2 separate regions of the Macaca mulatta genome follow, and region 1 is linked to region 2. A link is a contact called in public Hi-C data. All regions are on one chromosome and are shown on one strand. Each heading gives the region's core, a stretch centred on a gene start, on an enhancer-like site or on the middle of the called end of the contact. The rest is flanking DNA. Distances are from core to core; before and after follow the strand shown.

Region 1 (6,888 bases), core at 1,054-3,553, 150 kb after region 2:
ATTTTGGGTCCTTGAAACTTGGGTTCGTAATCTCACAGCTGAGAAGGCTTTCTTCACACTTGTGGAACTGTATACCCATTAGAACCCTTAAGGTAAATCTAACCAGGGAAGTTTCTCCCCAGAAGAAGATGGCATCCTTGATGTGAACAGTTTTTCCCAAGATCATGGATCAAGACTCTTATCTTCAAATATTTTTTTTTCCTTGCTTATGCCTCTATGAATAATAGAAGTAAAAATAGTAAATGTACTATTCGGCCTTGAAGCCCACTGGGGAACAATAGAACCGGGAGTTTTGTAAAAGAGGCAATGATTAGAAATGTATCCCTCTTAATAAGCTCTATAGCAAATGCTACTGTAAAGGCTATGGTTACACAACAGACTTTAAACTCTTTTATGAAAGTTACGCTAAACAATAGAATTGCTCTAGATTACTTACTGGCTAAATAGCAGTATCTGTGAAGCTGCTGGCACTATGGTCTATGGAGAAAACATCGGGTATTACAGAGATTCAGTTGTAGGGGTTTAATGAAAAGACTGCTTAGTTAGGCAAGTAGACTATCTAGCTCATTCTTTGATCTGTTTAATTTTAGGTGGTTTAGTTTATGGGGACCCTGGGTAAGGAGCATTCTCCAAACTCTCGGTATTATCCTCCGGATAGCCGTAATAGTAATATTCCTGGTGCGCTTCATTCCCTCAAAGGTTTTAAATGTTTGCATGCAGCCATCTCTAGAATGCCAAATGGTCTGTCTTCAACTGGAATGACAAGAGCTGAAAGGAATCTGCAACCATGGGGATACCATAAGCTATGAATGAAGTGCTGAGATGAGAAACCAAAAATGATGGTAACAGAGTGGCACTAAGGCCCAAGTTTTAGTCACACTCTTACCTAAGTGAGAATTTCAGTAAAAATTTTAAACAAAATGATGAGAAGCCATTGTTTTGGAGCTTATGCACTAGGCTCCAACAGACCAAACCAAACAAAAATGGAGTCACTTGTGCTAAATGTGACATGATCAAACTAAGATTTTAAGGAAACACATAGGTCCTGTAACAGACCAGGTTTTGTTTTTCTCTGTAAACGGGACGTTCCAGCATAAGGAGCTACCCTCTACTCAGTCCTTGTTCCCACCTTTGCAAAACTCCCGGTTCTATTGTTCCCCAGTGGGCTTCAAGGCCGAATAGTACATTTACCTTGGTGATAATGACATCAATGACTAAAGTTTTGGTCAATCGCTGAAAATTGAGAAAATGACTAAAAGGGGAGAAGTGTTAAGGTTAATGAAATACGGCCTGAGAAGGACTCTGCACTTCTATATTTGAGTCCTTGTGGATGAACTGTAACCTAACTTAGTAAGTTAGGTTCTCAATCTTGTCTACCTAAGTGTATGCACCTGTAACAATAGCTGAGACCTGGCCAATCGCAGCAGCCGTTCTTCAACCATTCATGCACTGCTGAGTGTTCAAACCGTGTTCAAACAAGGCAAACACCAACCTGCAACCAATCCCGCTGTTCTGTACCTCACTGCTGATCTCTGTACGTCATTTCCCTTTTTTGTCTATAATTTTTTTCTGACCACAAGGCAGCCCTGGGGTCTCTCTGAACCTGCTGTGATTCTGGGGACTGCCCAATTTGTGAAAGGTTCATTTCTCAGATAAACTCCTTTAAATTTAATTGACTGAAGTTTTTCTTTTAACAGTTGTATAATTTACACAGTTTCCAAATTCGCACTACTGTAAATAACTCTACAATGAATAGTCTGTTTTCTTTTTTCTTTCTCTTTCCCTTTAAATCTCACTCTATCACCCAGGCTAGAGTGCAGTGGTGTGATCTCATCTCACTGCAGCCTTGACTTTCTGGGCTCAAGTGATCATCTTACCTCAGCCCCCAAGTAATTAGGACTACAGGCAAGCACCACCACACCTGGCTAACTTTTGTATTTTTTGTAGGGACTGGGTTTTGCCATGTTGTCCAGGCTGGTCTCAAACTCCTGAGCTCAAACAATCTGCCTGCCTTGGTTTCCCAAACATATATTCTTATTGACTTCTAATCTTACAACAAATTCCTACATATAAAGTGATCATATGACATTTTGGGGGCTTTTGATGAACCCTGCTGAGTTGCCTTTCCCAAGGACTTTCCTACCTGTGGGGGATAAGGGGTGGGGGCGAGGTAGGGCAGGCTCCTAAAACCTTGCCAGGCAATGGCCACAGCTTCTGAGCCTCCCCTGGAGAGGATCATTCTGTAAGGGCCTCTCAGGGGTGGATCTGTCTGAGGCACTTGGAGAGGAAATCGGCACCTCTCGTCAAATTCATTGCTTCACAGCTTCCCTCTCAGTGCTTCCCTTAATCCTTTCCTTTCTTCCTCGCCTGGGCTGAGCTCTCTGGGTCTGGGTCTGCAGGATGGGGTTGGTGGGTTAGGGATGCTCCACTTCCCACCTCCACACCGGTGTCTGACCTCCCTGGACAGCACAGGAAGAAGGTGAGTGTGCCTGGAGCCACCAATAATTAGGAACCACTGCCATCTAGTGTCTGCAGTGCTGTGAAGATTTAAATATTAAAATCCACTCCAAGCCCTGAAGAGTACCGCCTTCCCCATGGGCACACCTTAGGGACCCTACAGGCCAGAGCAGTGCAGGCCTGAGCTAGAAAATGCTCATTAGGAGAATTAAACATCTGGGGAAGGATTATGAAATCTAATTTAGAATGGCTCGGGACTGCCAGAGGAAGTGGGGAGTCCAGAGAGAAGACTGAAGATAAATTTTCTTGATAGATCACATTAATTAGAGGGTGGCAGCAAATGTAGGGTTAATGAAGAAACAAGTATCTGGGGAAAACACTTCTTGGGATGCCTAGGAGGTGTACGGAATCTCCCACGAGTCTCAAGACGGACCTGAGGCTTGCAGAGTTAAAAGAGCCCTCCTAGCTCACTTAGTCCACTCGGGAAGAGCCATTGGTGCTGCTGTCCCCAGGACCCTGCTCTGAGACTTGCCCCGTGTTCCAGCCTGGGCCCTTCTCTGAGACCCACCCTGTGTTCCAGTCTGGGCCCTGCTCCAAGACCCAGTCCGGGTTCTTCTCTGAGACCTGCCCCGTGTCCCAGCCTGGGCCCTACTCCGAGACCTGCCCTGCGTTCCAGCCTGGGCCCTGCTCTGAGACCCGCCCTGTATTCCAACCTGGGTTCTTCTCTGAGACCTGCTCTGTGTTCCAGCCTGGGCCCTGCTCCGAGACTCGCCCTATGTTCTAGCCTGGGCCCTGCTCTGAGACCTGCCCTGTATTCCAGCCAGCGTTCTTCTGAGACCTGCCCTGTGTTCTCTACTGGGTTCTGTGTCTCTGACTTAAAAATGATGGCAGTGGTGGGGCAGTTTCTTGGGTGGGGGGATGAGGTTAGAGCTGTTCAGCCCTCGGGCTGCTGACACCACTGTGGGCTACAGGGGCAGCTTCACTCCGGGGGTTCAAACCCCATTTCAGCCACCTTTTTATTTGTTGTGGAAACTTAGGTAATTTCTTAAACTTTCCAAAGACTCAGTGTAATTGACAAATGGGATCTAATTAAACCAAAGAGCTTCTGCACGGCAAAAGAAACTACCATCTGAGTGAACAGGCAACCTACAGAATGGGAGAAAATTTTTGCAATCTACTCATCTAACAAAGGGCTAATATCCAGAATCTACAAAGAACTCAAATTTACAAGAAAAAACAACCCCATCAAAAAGTGGGCAAAAGATATGAACAGACGTTTCTTAAAAGAAGACATTCATACAGCCAACAGACACATGAAAAAATGCTCGTCATCACTTGCCATCAGAGAAATGCAAATCAAAACCACAATGAGATACCATCTCATGCCAGTTAGAATGGCAGTCATTAAAAAGTCAGGAAACAACAGGTGCTGGAGAGGATGTGGAGAAATAGGAACACTTACACTGTTGGTGGGATTGTAAACTAGTTCAACCATTGTGGAAAACAGTGTGGCGATTCCTCAAGGATCTAGAACTAGAAATACCATATGACCCAGCCATCCCATTACTGGGTATATACCCAAAGGATTATAAATCGTGCTGCTATAACGACACATGCACACGTATATTTATTGTGGCACTATTCGCAATAGCAAAGACTTGGAATCAACCCAAATGTCCATCAGTGACAGACTGGATTAAGAAAATGTGGCACATATACACCACGGAATACTATGCAGCCATAAAAAAGGATGAGTTCGTGTCCTTTGTAGGGACATGGATGCAACTGGAAACCATCATTCTCAGCAAACTATTGCAAGAACAGAAAACCAAACACCGCATGTTCTCACTTATAGGTGACAATTGAACAATGAGATCACTTGGACACGGGAAGGAGAACATCACACACCGGGGCCTATTATGGGGAGGGAGAATGGGGGGAGGGATGGCATTGGGAGTTATACCTGATGTAAATGATGAGTTGATGGGTGCTGACAAGTTGATGGGTGCAGCACACCAACATGGCACATGTATACATATGTAACAAAACTGCATGTTGTGAACATGTGCCCTAGAACTTAAAGTATAATAAAAAAAAAACAGGGTAAATAATGACTCCCAAAATCCATCTCCACCCAGGACCTCAGAATGTGACAGATTGCCGTATTTGGAAATAAGGTCTTTGCAGATATAATTAGTTGAGTTCATCCTGGATTTGCGTGGGCCCTGAAATGTGATTTATAAGATGAGGGAAAGAGATGCAGAGACACACAGAAGGGAAGCCCGTGTGATAGTGGAGGAGGGGCTGGAGTGATGCCTCCACAAGCCGAGGAGCCCAGATACTGCTGGGAGCCACCGGAATCTCAGAAGAGGCAAGGGAGGATTCTTCCCTGGAACCTTGAGAGGAGACAGGGCCCTGCTAATGCCTTGATTTGGAGCTCTTGGTCTCCAGAACCCTGACGGAATACATGTCTGCGTTTTAAGCCATGGGTTTATGGTAGTTTGTTAGAGCAGCAGTGGAAACAAATACACCTAGTTTCCTGAGAAGCAGAATGGGGCTAGCACCACCTTGGAGCTGCTGGCGACAAAGCCATGCGGTATTTCATGAATGACTGGGAAGTCACCTCCCACAGCCGGGCCACAGCTGCTAGATGGTGGAAGGCTCTCACTTTCTGCCAGGTGCATGGCAACCACTTAACAAATGTTAGCAGTCGTCACTTGGGCTGGTTCTTTGTTTTTGAGGGTCTACATGGAGACAGCCTCCTTGTCCTGGGGACTTCTTCCCATTCCATCTCAGGTAGCCTCCCTGTGGCCCTTCCACTCTTTCCACTAGGTTAGCAAATCCCTCAGGCCAACAGCGCTCTGGCACCGGGGCATCTCGATGGCCCTTTCGTCCATTCCTCAGTGCACTGCTGCCCTGGGGAACGTGGCCTCCTTTCAGCTCCTCAGCCACCCCTGAGGTCCCAGGGCAAGCCCTCCCTGGGGCTCCTCCAAATGCTGCCTTCCCCTCTCTCCAGAAGGGCTTGTGGATATTCTACCTGCATTATAGACTCTAGCTGACTAGAGGGGACCCTGGGAGCAGTGCCCCATCAGTCTTTCAGTGAGTGGCTAACACCCACCACATGGCCAGGACCCGGCTACACAGGGGCTGGAGCAGCCCTGGAGGTTAGGCTGCATTCCATTCCCACTGAGCCCTGTCGTTCACACCTGAAATGAATCCCAGTCTCTCAGCCACAGCCAATCCCCCCACAGACACCCACGCTGTGCCCTCAGAGTGGAAGTCAACTCCAATACCTGCTTCCAGACAGTCTCAGCCTCTGCCCCCAGTTCCCATCTGTGTCACCTGGCTGCAGGTGCACACCTTGTCCACACACTGTCATCTGTTTCCTGCAGGCAGAGTAATACCAGACATAGGATAGAGGTCACGGAGCCCAGAATCTTCTGCATGGGTTGCTGAGGCCGCCACGGAAACAGGCATTGGGAGTTGAGTGAGTCAGGGTATAATATGTTTACACAGCACCTCCCATGTGCCAGGCATAGTGCTATGTTATGGGATTTTAAAAATAAGTGAGAATCTACTCTGTTCCTTTGCTGGTGAGACTGCCAAGTCGATCTCCGTCTCCCCTTTCTGCGTGAAAAGGTCTAGGAGCTACACTTTTAGAAACTCAATGGATTACAAAATAATTTTGCCACTGATCATCTATTAAATACCTGGAAAACTTTACAGCTTCAGGCTCACTGGCATAAGTCTTTCTGTATCCAAGAGGTGGAGTTTATATGTCCTTTTTAGTTCCGGTGGTTTTTAAACATGTCTGAGAATTCTTTGACACTCCTATCAAGAAGGGAGGCCTATGTCTCCTCCTCTGTGACTTGGTTAGCTGGGGCTGCCAGAAAAAGTACCAAGGATGGAGTGGCTTCAACAGTGGAAATTTCTCGCAGTTATGGAGAGTGAAAGTAAGTTCTGGAGGGTGAAAGTCACACCAGCGTGGTCAGATTCTGGCGTGGGCCCTTCCTGGCTTGCAGACAGTGGCTTCTCACTTTTTTCTCACATGGCTGAGAGAGAGAGGGAGCAAGCTCTGTGGCATCTCTTTTTAAGGGCACTGATCCCATGATGTGGGATGTCATGATGGCCTCACCCTCATGACCTCATCCAAACCTAAACCCCAAAGACGTCATCTCCAGACATCATCACATCAGGGGTCAGGTCTTTAGCATGTGAATTTCGTGGACACACCTCAGTCCATAGCACCTTGAGCCTTTGCAGTTCCCTCTATGAGTAAAATGTGGTGATGCTGTGTATGAGTTGCTGTTCACATTGCTGTAAAGAACTACTGAGACTGGGTAATTAATAAAGGTAAGAGGTTTAATTGATTCACAGTTCAGCATGGCTGGGGAGGCCTCAGGAAACTTACAATCATAGCAGAAGACAAAG
Region 2 (6,640 bases), core at 1,415-3,914:
AGTAATTAAGCAGCGGGTTTTCAACTAGACTCACAGCAGCATAGGAAGGGTATGGGATGGGGAAGGCGCTAGTAGCCCACCAAGGCCTCCAGGTCTCCTGTCCCCACTCAAATCAGAACAATTCCTCCCTTATAGGGTTTTTGTTTACAGTTTTTCTTTTGATATAAAATTCACGTACAATGAAACACACAAATCCAAAGTGTACTTCTCTGAGGGTTTGTCAAATGCATATACACCTGTGCAAAAGAAACGCGATTAAGACCTGGAATATTTCCATCACCCCACAAGTTCCAAGTGCCCCTCTCCAGTCCCTCCAGCCCCTGTGGTCCCCCCAGGGGTAACCGGCAGCCTGGTCTTGGTCCACCAGGGATTACTTCTGCCTGCTTTGGCACTCTTAGGAGCATGGCCACAGTGTACAGCCCTTGCATCTGGTTCCTTTGTCAGGGTTCCTGCAGTTCACTCATGTTCTGTGCGTGTCCATAGTTGGCCCCGTCATACTGCTGAACAGTACACTGCAGACCGTTTCCCCATTTTGCCTACTGAAGGTCATCTGGGGTGTTCCCAGCCTTCTCTGTAAGTTTGTTTAAAGAAAGGGTTCCAGAAACTTATTTAAAAAATCAGAAAACCACTGACCTAGGAGTGCCCATGAGAAGTAAACAGGGACCCATAACGAGCATAGGAGGCCCCACAGCAGGCCCTGCGGGGACGAGCCTGGCTTTCCTGCTCAGGTGTGTGGGCAGCAGATCCACTGGGCGGCGCGCTCCAGCAGGAGTGAGCTCCTCCAGAAGAGGCGCCAGGTGCCAGGGAGCCCTCCCAGTGGCTCTTCCAGCCAGCCAGTTTGCCACAATGGCCTGCGTTGCTAGGCACATGGACTAATGATCCCTCCATCCCGACGGGAATTTGGTGAGAGTCTCCCACAGTTCTGTCTGCCAGGCACTGGCGAGGCACAGGGGAAGGAGGTGACCTATGAATTTCCTGCCTTTAGGGTCCAAAGCTTTCGACCCACTGGGGCTCTGGAGGTGCTATTATCAACTAGATAAACTCCATTTAGAGTGCCGGCATTAACTCTGTTATATCTGATGCAAATGCATTGCACTTTTATGACATCGAGGACTAAAACTTTTATTCTAATAAGTACTTTTTCCTTATGAGTTCTTTGAATATTAAAAAGATCATCTTCTGCAAAAGATGTGACACATGTTCTATTTTCTGCTCATATTTCTAAAAAGTGATTTAAAAATATTACCAGTATAAAAACTAAAACAGGACATACCACTACAGATGATGTAGACAGAGGATGATAAGGGGATACTACCAATAGCGTACACATATGAATTTCACCACATGTACACAATTAACCGATTTCCCCAAAATTACAAACTATGACAGCTCACCCAATATGAAACTTGAACAGCCCTATAACTATTTTAAAAATTGAATTTCTTTTAAAAGTCTAGAAAAATAAATCTCCAGACCTAGAAGTTTGTACTAGAGAATTCTACTAAACATTTCAGTTACATTAATACCAATTCTTCCACCAATTAACACACAGTCCGTCCCAGAGAACAGAAGAGAAGAAAGACACTTCTCAACACAGTTTGTTAGGTCAGTATGACCCTGATACCAACACCAGAGAAAGACAGCACAAAACAGGAAAACTATAGGCCAGTACCCTTCATGAACAGAGATGCAAAAACCTCTACCAAAATATTAGCAAACAGAAAGCACGCCCACACCCACATATAAATCTAATGAGTATCCGGGCCTGTCTGTGGGGCTTCTCTGTTTGTGCTCCGGTCTTCCCTCCCCTGTGCCCTTGGTGGACTTGGAATCCTTGCTGCTTTCACTGACTGCCTAACGGTGCTCTTCTTTTCAGAACCTTCTTCAATATTCACTTTTGCTATTTTTCTAATTACCAATATTTCTAATTGCCAATATTAATTATTCATACTTCTTTATATAATATTAAATATATATTAAGTAATTAGTAAAGCTTCCCATGAATACACCAATATTAAGTACGCAACATTACAGATGAAACACAGAGGAGTAAACTATTTCTTCCATTGCTAAAAGCAAGCCGCCTACGTTCTGTCTGCAGAGACACCTCACAAAACCTAACAGCACTTGGAAGACATTCACAGGAGCAAAAAACATAGGTAAGGTGAGGAGATTCAACATAATTTTCAGCAATAAGCTAATTTGCTGACTTATTTTACAGTTTGGAAGTATTACTTGAGCCAGGTCAAATGTGAACAGTGCCAGTCCACAGGGGCAGGAGAACCAATTTCACCCAAACATTTAAACCATAGCATTTTTCTCACTCTTACCTTCAAAGAGTGAATAGGGTCTGTCAGGAATGCGGCACCCGTGTGCTCCATAATCCAGACACCACTCTGCAAACTGAAAAGAAAGGGATTTCTTTTTAAGACTGGAGTTTCTACTTGGTGAAAAGGTAATAAATGAGAATGCAATGTCTTCACAGGAATTAGGGAAGTGGACCCCCAGCTGTAGGGCATTCAGCGTGGGCTCCACGGGCTCCTGCGCCCCCTCTTCCAGGGGCAAGGCCTAGCAAGTCTTGTCACCTCTGCTTGTGGCTGCCTCAGCTGTAGAGTGGGGTCTGCCTTACGGCTGCTGGGAAGTCTGAGGTGAAAACTGAACAGCTCAATGACACTCTGTTCTCCCTGGCACCTTCCTCCTGCCGCTTCAGCTGACGATTCTAGAAGCAACTCGAAACGCCTGCTCTATCCTGAACAAAAAACCCTGGGTCTAAAACGGCCCTCAGCAGCAGCTGCCAGCTCCCCCGGCCCCAGCTGGGAAACAGCTTCAGCCCTGCCCGGGGCGCCGCCTCTCACCACAGCCCCTCCACAGCTGCTGCTTGGCAGTCTCCCCACCTTCACAGCCCCTGGCTCTCAGCCCTTCCTGTGGTCTCCTCTGAGCTCCTTGACCCTTTTTTCTTAGACCTCTTCAATGGGTATTTCCATATCGTTTTAATAAACTTCCCTTTTGTGCCTAAGCTAACATAATTTGAAGAGTCATTTGTACACTAAGAATCATAAGTAATAAACATGAGGAGTATCAAGTTCAGCACACGTAAAAAGAAACTCACTCTGCGTTTACCCTCCCAATCTGCTCACTCTTAGCTTGTCTGATGGCCCATCTACCCAGTTTTCTGAGTCAGACAACAGAAAGACATTCAGATATTTCCATCTTCTCCACATTTAAAAACATGCATTAAATTCTATGGGCTTTACATCATACGTGTTTCTAAATGTCTCATTTTTTATCCCAACCTATGCTTTGGTTTATAACTCAACATTTCTTGCATTAATTACTAAACCGCTATTTAGGGAAACCCAAGTTCGCCTCATTCTTCCTACTGGGACCACAGCGATCTTTCTAAAAGAGGAGTCTGAACATGGATTCCAAACCCTTCCATGAGCCCCCATCTTCCAAATCGGTATCCAATGCTAGCTGATTACTAAAATTACTGGGGGAGCTTGAAAAATATTAGTGCTGGGGGTTCCTCATTTAACTGGTCTACAGTGAGGTCCAGTCATTATCTGAAAGCTTCCCAGTGGTACAAGGTTGAGAACTACTGGCTACAGGGAAGGACTAACTTTCTCCGGCCTCCACCTACCTGTCTGACTTCACCTTTCCTTCCTCACACCTTTCCTCACACATTTCCTTCCCTTTGCACCCTAAAGGCTGAAGTGCTTATGGAGTCAGGAACACACTGAGCTGGTTCCTGCTCTGCAGCTCTGCCCAGGCTATTCTCCTTATCAGAACTGCATTCCACCTCTGCAGGCCACCCCTGCCTGGCCCACCTGAAAAACCCCTCATCTTTAAAAAACCGGCGGCATCTCAACCCTCCTGCATTGTCCATATTTGCATAATCATCTACCATCATCACATCATCAAGGCTGGCCCAGGACTGCGGAATCTAGCTGCTCCCCGCTTGCTGGCTCCTGTTCTGCCCCATCCCCCGTGCTCCAGCCATAGTGTCTGGGCGCTCACACCTCCGGGACTTCGGAACAGCAGTTTCTTCTGCTGACCTGCCATGCCAAATTGGGCCCTGCCCTCTTTGCTTCCACAGCCTCCTGCATGCTTCCATCAGTGGGGGAGCCACAGATGTGCGTGCATTTTCCGGCGCACCAACAAGGTGGGGCCCATTCCATTTGGGTTGAGAAAAGGCTTCATAAAGTAACAGATATTCAAAAAGTATAAAGAACACATCAGCCGCAATGCCTCCATCTAACAAGGGTCACTGTACACACTTTAGTGTATTTTCTTCCAATCTTTTTTCTGTGTGCACACAACTACATTCTGTGAAATGTGTACATAATAAGAATACTAGCAAACATTTACTGAGTCTTGCTCTGTGCCATTCATCTTCACATGTCCAGTGCATGTTTACTGAGTTTCTACTAGGAGATATACACTGCTCCAAGTACTAGTGTAGAATAGTGACCCAGACAAACAAGATCAAGAAGCTTATGTTCTACCAGCCTACATACTCAAGAAACACGCAAAAACATACAATGAGCAACTGAGTGATCATCCACTTGGGGGTCTCAAAGGTCCTTCTTAGAATGTCACAGTTCAGATCAGCATGGCAAGGAGCCACCATCCACATGCTGAAGGAAGAGTGCTCCTGAAGGGAAGAGTTAACGACAGGTCCAGCGGAAACAAGAGTGACACACTCCGTTCTTAGGGCGGCATGGCTGTATTACGGCAGGCTAGAGGGCAGGGTACAGTGAGGAGACTAGGCAGAGACACAGAGGGGGCCAAGGTGCACAGGGCTCTGTCAACCTGGCGGAGGAGTGCAGGCTCCATCTACAGTCGATGGGAAGCCGCTGGAGGGTCTGGCAGGATGATTACAGACGATCTGCACATTAGCTCAGTTCTGCTTGCAACATCCTTAGGAGGTGGGTAGTATTTTTTTTCTATCTGTACAAATGAGGAAACTGAGGCTAGAAGAAGAGACACATTCAAACTCATGAAGCCAATAAATGGCACAGGTGGTAATTCTCATCAGGTAGTGACTCCAGGACACATATTCTTCAGAAGCCATTGACATTTGTGCTCCCCATTCTATAGACAGGGACACTGTGGCCCAGAGAAGCCACAGACAAAGCTGTGTCAGAAGAAAAAGAGGAAGCTACAGAGTTGGGAGAAACAGATTAAAAGAAGGAACAGGAGTTGTACTTCTGGACTCTGTGCACACCCAGGGTTGTTCGGAAGCAGTTCCAACAGAGCCACCCTCACCTTGCAAGCTCGGTAGAGGTACTTCTTATCCTGCGTGAGACGGTAAAGGGACAGGAAGGAGTAGCCGTTGCCAGCAGTCCCATGGCAGATCCCGTAGCCCTTCCGCAGCAAACCTCGCTGCCAAATCACATCGCTACACTCCATGGCCTCTTTCAAGTACTTCTCCTCCTTAAAGACCTTGGCAAATTAAAAACAAAGCAGTGTTAAAAAGACAGTTTCAATGACGAGCTGGCAAAATACTTTCCCTTTCTGGTTAGGACATGGCATGATATTAGGAAAACTGAAATGGTACTGGGGGTGAAAAACAGACAAACAAACAAACAAAAAACAGCAGCAACATCGTACATAGAATCTCACAATCTCAATTCATTAGCCCAGTGGTCTCCAACCTTTCTGGCACCAGGAACTGGTTTTGTGGAACCATTTTTCCACAGCCAGGAAGGGGAGTTGGGGATGGTTTTGGGATGAAACTGTTCCACCTCAGATCATCAGGCATTAGTTAGATTCTCATAAGGAGCACGCAACCTAGATCCCTCGCATAAGCAGTTCACGATACGGTTCGCTCTCCCACGAGAATCTAACGTGGCCGCTGATCTGACAGGTGGCAGAGCTCAGACAGTAATGTGAGTGATAGGCAGCGACTACAAACACAGTTGAAGCTTCGCTTGCTCGCTGCCGCTCACCTCCTGCCGTGCAGCCCGGTCCCTAACAGGCCACAGACCAGTACCAATTCACAGCCTGGGGGCTGGGCTGGGGACCCCCGCATCAGCCTATTCCCCTTGTCCTCCTTCTGTTTTACAGTTTTACTAAAATAATTCTAAAATTTAGTCTTTAAAATTAAAATTAAAGCTGCCATATCTTTTTGGTAAGATGTTTTTCTTGTTTCTTGGCACGTACATCCCATAGCTCTAAAATTTCTGCTCTTGTAGAAGGCAATCGAGAGAGTGAGGCCCTGTTAGCAGGGCAAGAATGTCCAACACACTGGTCAGTACACCTCAACAGGACCTGAGGACCCTGCCCCACCAGGCTGGCAAGATCCATCTTCACCCATCCCAAGGAAGCTGGCACACAGCTTTCTGGGGTCCAGGAGCAAGCATCACCTCCCTGAGCTGTTTATATGGTCAGCTGCAGAGACAGGCAGGCTCAGTGAAGGCAAGAGACGGCAAGAAGAAGCTGTGGATTTTCACCTCCTGAGATTCCCTTGTACATTTTCTTCTTTCTCCTCACATGCCATATACTGTTTTCCTGATCCTTTCCTCAGAGTCTGTTCTTAGTTATGTCTACCTGCTAACTCATCCCATTCCAGTGCAAATGGGTTTTGGACAATGGATCAGAGGCACAAAGGTCATCACTACTTGGGTGGCAGGTCAGG

Evidence for each region. Hi-C and Micro-C count contacts between places; a contact is called where the count stands out from the background.
Region 1: a Hi-C map of sperm shows a contact between it and region 2, with 4 times the contacts expected there. The contact joins two enhancer-like sites. A contact is called at or near these places in 7 of 14 Hi-C or Micro-C datasets (CD4 T cells, cortical neurons, fetal cortex germinal zone and 4 more).

The regions. Positions count from the first base shown.
Region 1 is chr3:73,199,803-73,206,690 of T2T-MMU8v2.0, forward strand. No RefSeq gene overlaps it. Among named protein-coding and RNA genes, the nearest start is that of LANCL2, 91 kb to the left of the region's middle. Within about 2 kb of position 2,304, at least 4 of the 40 cell types and tissues checked have an H3K27ac peak or open chromatin away from gene starts, as enhancers often do.
Region 2 is chr3:73,049,202-73,055,841 of T2T-MMU8v2.0, forward strand. It overlaps LANCL2 (LanC like glutathione S-transferase 2), which reads right to left. Exons shown (of 9, transcript NM_001261176.1): 7 at 5,269-5,445; 8 at 2,331-2,403. Among named protein-coding and RNA genes, the nearest start is that of LANCL2, 60 kb to the right of the region's middle. Within about 2 kb of position 2,665, at least 7 of the 40 cell types and tissues checked have an H3K27ac peak or open chromatin away from gene starts, as enhancers often do.